Regions from separate parts of the Gossypium hirsutum genome. Here region 1 is linked to region 2. Evidence: chromatin contacts called from public Hi-C data. All regions are on one chromosome and are shown on one strand. Each heading gives the region's core, a stretch centred on a gene start, on an enhancer-like site or on the middle of the called end of the contact. The rest is flanking DNA. Distances are from core to core; before and after follow the strand shown. Region 1 holds the start of LOC107898039 (3-oxoacyl-[acyl-carrier-protein] reductase 4). Region 2 holds the start of LOC107957311.

Region 1 (2,709 bases), core at 145-2,644, 410 kb after region 2:
CAAAATAAATCCTATTTAACTATCAAGCTTATAAATCTATCATTAAACTTCAAAATCATTACAAATTCATTAATGGTATAATTCAAAACATTTAACATTTCTACGAATTAGTTCTCGGGTTAGCTAGATTAAGCTACAACGAACTCAAAAACATAAAAAGCACTAAAAATGAAAGAAAAACACATACCATGCACTTGGAATTTGGCTTGGCCGAACCTAAAGGAACTCAACAATGTTGTTTTCTTTTTTCTTTTTTTCCTTTTTAGAATCGGTGGTGGTGGTGAAATGAAGATGATAACATGTTTTATCATCTTTTGTTTTTAATTTATTTACTAATTTACCATTTTAACCTTTGTTAATTAATCAAATTTAATATAAAACTATCACCTAACCGTCCACTATAAAATAAATTGGTAGATTTACCATATAAAGCTCTAAATTCATGATTTTATAACTATTTAATATAATTAAACTTATAGCTATTAATTTTTGTAGCTTTTATGATTTAATCCTTTTTTATTAAGTTAACTATTTAAACGTTAAAATTTTCTAACCAAATTTTACTATGACACTCTAATAACTCTATGAATATTAAATAAATAATAAAATACGAACTCACTAGTCAGAATCATGGTCTCGAAACCATTATTTCAAACACCACTTAAAACAAGTTGTTACATCGAGAGCATCTTCTCTCACTATCAGCTTATCCGTAGTAGAATTGTGCATCCCTTGCATCACTTCCATATTGAGTAAATGCTCTTAAAATATCTCTATTACTTTAAAAGGTTACAACTAAGTGATTACAAGAAAGCAAAATCATACCAAGTATTTGAGTAAATGCTCTTAAAATATCTCTATTACTTTAAAAGGTTACAACTGAGTGATTACAAATGAAAGGGAAGACCTCTATTTATAGTTGAGCTCCTCTAAAATCCAACGGTATAAATTGAGTTACATCAACGATCAAGATTAGAGTCTATCTACAATTGAGATTTTTAAAGGATTTACACAATCCCTTGAGATTACAAAATTATATATTCTAAGACATCATATCTTTTAAATCAATTCTGGTGGATCAAATAAGTCATATTTAATTGATTGGACTCCTTGAAACACTCTTTACGTGACAAATACGCGTGTGTAAAATTCTAGTGGATATAGAAAAACTAAATGTTCTTATTTTTTCAATAAAAGAACACCTTAAGTTTTTTCTTCCCTAATTCCATCGGCTTGTTGCAGTTGAACTCCTTAAATCTAAATTTCCATGGATTAATGATCCGATTTACAATAAGGTGCCCAAAAGACTGTTTTACTGCATTGCCACCTAGAGGATATTACCGCTTTACCATCGGCCATTTAGAGGCAGTGGTTTTCATTGTAAATATCGGCTAAACCAAGACCCATTCGATTCAACCAATCTTTGGGATTAAATAACAACAGTCCTCACCCACTTCGTTAGCTTCGCCCACTCTTTAACACTCTCCGGACTTCCCAAAGCAAAGCTAAAACAAAATTCAAACGCCATTTAAACCTTTTTTTTGTTCCCCTTTCGGCTTTATATAAAGGCTTCATTTTCTGGCTTCCCTCTTCGCTTCCCGTTCTTATTCTATCCTCGCTGTTCGCAGATTCCTCAGAGCTCCGATTACGATGGCTGCTGTTACCGGATCCAATGTCGTCGCTCTAAAACCCGCCGCGAGGTTTGCTGATCCTACTGACCGAAAATTTGTTCAGATTCGGCAATGGTCTCCGATTTCCGGCGGATTCGGATCGGTTCAGGCGTGGCCCTCTATCGGTCTCCAGTGCCAATCGAAACGATCGTTTGCCTCCTCCGGTATTTGTTTTTTTTTCGTTGGCTTTTAAGCACTCTCCTTTTTCATCTTTATGGAATATTTTATGCTAATTTCGCAGAAAGCTCAGCATGTTTGCTTTTCTTTTTTTGGAAACATTGTTTGCTAATTAAGGATACTGAACTGTAGTCAAGTTTATCTTTGGAGCTTGTGGACTTTTGTTGTTTAACTACTTTAATAACTGATAATAAGCTGCATTTGTTAGTAATCCGACAGATAATTGATTATTTATGAGAGATACATTTCTATTTAATTTAGTTTAAGGATACCGAATCATCGTCAAATTTATTATTGGAGCTTGTGGAATTTTGTTGTTTTAACTGATAATAATAATTTGAGAGATCATTGATCATTTACGAGAGATGTATTTTCTATTAATTTTGGATTTTGAGTATTTTTAGTTTTTGGTTTGTTTTCCAGGTGTAAAAGCTCAGGTTGCCACTGTTGAACAAGCCAGTATTGAAGCAGCTCAAAACGTAGAAGCTCCCGTAGCCATAGTTACTGGAGCTTCTAGAGGCATCGGTAAAGCAGTTGCATTGGCTTTAGGTAAAGCAGGTTGCAAGGTTAGTGATTGTCCTTTTTCAGGATCTTACTGCCCTTATCACCTTAAATTTTATTGTAAAGCCATAGGAAGAATGTAACTTGCAGACTGAAACTACAACTGGGAGATATCTTCGTCATATAATGTTTAAAATTTATAAATAATATTAATAATAATTAAACCTCGATTTGTATCAGGTTTGCATGTAGTTTTGTATCTCTTGAAAATGGAACTGGTTATCATCTCATCAATTATTCAGAGTATACTGCTTATGATTACCATAATCTAAAGTTAAGTTATATTTTAAATCTTTTTCAA
Region 2 (2,920 bases), core at 402-2,901:
TTCTAATAGGATTGAAACACCTTATCCTAATAAATATAAAATAGATGGAGTTTAATAAGGTTTAAAAAACCTTATTCTAAAATAAAATAAAAGAAGTCTAGTTCTATATGGATTTTACTTTTATTTTATTTTCTATCGTATTTTATTTAAATAAGAATTTGGGTCACTTAATTCTAACATACATGATGGTTGAATTAATCATTATTCATTGGTTTAACTAAAAACATGAAAGAGATTGTATATTGTAGAATGTTAGGGATTACCTAAACCATTATCTAAATAACTAGAAATTAAATAACTTACTCTTATGCTGTGTATCCCTACTTCCCATATTTGATCATATTTACTCTTCCTTGATGAGCCTTTCGACAATATTAAAACCTTGAGCCGAAAATTTAATTAAAACTTGAACATTTCCATATCTTTAGTCTCTTATTGCATTATGAAATAGACACCAAAACATGAATATAGAGGGATTAGGTAGAGGTACCTCGGTTGTTTCAAAAGAATTGAGTGGAAGAAATAAGAAACGATACAATATAATGAGTATATGACTCTTACAAAATTATGCTTAAAATGAAAAATTAATTTAAAGAACAAAAGCATTGCGAGAGTTAAAAACAAAAGGAGATAATTAAAATATGAAACGGTATAAAATTAACTTTTACATTAAATATTAAATTTATCATTATCCCTAATTATATATCAAACATAATAGCAATGGTTAGTCTATATGTTTCTGCTTGTCTTTTTCTTCTCCTACGCGAACCTGGCTTTGGTCCCAACAAATATAAAATATAATGTCTTTTTTCGAATTATTTTTAAAAAATGAAACAAAACAATTTAAACTCAAAATTTTAATTAAACAAATTAATTTATTTCCAGTAATACACTTTAATCCGCCAAGTACCTACTTTAACTATATTATTCTCCTTTAAAACTTGCATTCTGTTCGGTTTCTTACCTTTAAAAAAACCTTGCATTTAATTATGGCGGGAAACTCCAACCCTCCTTCGTAATAATTTCAACAAAATTTTAATATTTTTTTTGAACGAAATTTCTTAATAAATTTGCTTATATTCAATGTGGTAATGTTTATTTATTTATTTGAGTATTTTTATCTACCTAATCTTCTTTTTGTTCATAAATTATCTTAATTCTTTTCAAAAAAAATTTATATTATTGAAAAGAAGTTAAAAAAAAAGCCAAATTATAATAAAAGGGCAGAAGCACCTAGGCTAGAGGGATTCAGTGTCAAATTATTATTTAATGTGCTTAGCAAAATGTCAGTCTGTTGAATTAAAAAAAATTATCATATTTATACATTTTAAACATATTAATATATTTTCTATCAAATACATTTTAAAATACAATTTGCACTGGATGTCTCTTTACTTGCTTTCATGAAAATAAGAGAGTACAAATTCCAAGTAATAAAGTCCGGTCCCACTTCCACTAATCTGACGCCTTGATTATCAGCAATAACTCACCACAAAGATCTTGATCATAATCACACGCTAATTGGCCAGAGATCTCAGTATATCTACGGCTGAAATCACATGATCATAAGCTAACCGTTATTAAATTTCAATAAAAACGACTTCGCTCAATAATTACCCTCCTCACCATATAATTAAAAAAAATTTTAAAAAAATTTCAACCATCAAGGGATAACCTCCGACACACTCCAAAAATTCGTCCTTCACTGCTTTTTTTTCTATCAACGATCTTAAGAAACAGCGAAATATATTTCTATTATTTTTTTAAAAATTTAGAGCTGATTGAGTGAAATTTTTGAAAATCTTTTTCCATTTCTTTTTATGGGTGATAATACTCAGTTACGATCAGATGAAGAGCAACCGCCTCCCGCGCAAATCCCTTTGCTCAGTTCAAACCTTCAAAACGACGCCGTTGGAGGCCTCCACCAGCGGCAGCAAGAGATCCGAACGAGTAACCGTCTCGATGATTCGTTGGAATATTTGGAGAGGTTTTTGACCTGCCTTGGTTTCAACCAGTCGTCTTTGCTGAGTTTTTCTTTATCTTGGGCGGCGTTCACGGTGGTCGGGGTTTTGGTCCCGGTTTTAGCGCTGGAACTTTCTGATTGCGACGGTTGTGAGATGTACCAGATTAAGAATTTCGAGGTCGGTATCGTGGCTTCTCAGGCTTGTTTGGCGGCCGTTTCTTTGTTTTGCATTTCGTTTAATCTCCGAAAGTACGGCATCCGTAGGTTTCTGTTCGTTGATCGATACGGTGGTCAAATGGTTCGCTTTACCGATCTCTATGTTAAGCAGATTGCGGTAAAGCTTCTCTCGTTTCTTCGAAAACTTGTGGTGTTAAAATCGATTAGTTAGTATTTATACCTTGCCTTATCATATGATTAACGCATTCAATGTTCTGATCTTTGGTTTATAATTTAATGTTAAATATTGGATTCATGTTGCTGGATTGGTCACTGTTACTAAAATAGAAAGATTAATCCTAGCCAATGATCACTGACTTCGACTTTTGCTTGTTTTATAGATTTGGAAATTACTAAGTATTTTAGTAATAACATTTCGGTTTAATTAGATCATTCAACAAAATAAGAAATCTGAATCCTATGTTCTTCGGATTTGGGTGAGTCTGTGTTCAGTTTTTCATATATTTGGTAGGTTCTTGCCTATCCGTATATATATGTCGAAATGTGTTGAATACAGTTATTTCAGTCAGAATGAACAGTTGAAGCAGCACAGTCTGAATTTTCTAGTAGTTTTAGCACCAGCCATATTGGTAATAATAATGAATCCTATGTTATTCAACAAAACAAGAAATTTGAATACTATGTTATTCGGATTTGGATGAGTTTGAGTTCAGTTTTTCATGTATTTGGTGGGTTCTTGGGGTCCTATCCCTATATATATGTCGAAATGTGTTGAATACA

What was found. A called contact is a pair of places that touch in the nucleus more often than the background predicts.
Region 1: a Hi-C map of leaf shows a contact between it and region 2, with 1.5 times the contacts expected there. The contact joins the promoter of LOC107898039 here to the promoter of LOC107957311 in region 2. A contact is called at or near these places in 2 of 34 Hi-C or Micro-C datasets (both in leaf).

What each region holds. Positions count from the first base shown.
Region 1 is chrA05:49,755,516-49,758,224 of Gossypium_hirsutum_v2.1, forward strand. It overlaps LOC107898039 (3-oxoacyl-[acyl-carrier-protein] reductase 4), which reads left to right and starts at 1,395. Exons shown (of 11, transcript XM_016823598.2): 1 at 1,395-1,834; 2 at 2,271-2,413. The coding sequence starts at 1,651.
Region 2 is chrA05:49,340,409-49,343,328 of Gossypium_hirsutum_v2.1, forward strand. LOC107957311 reads left to right here and starts at 1,652. Exons shown (of 6, transcript XR_001700405.2): 1 at 1,652-2,297.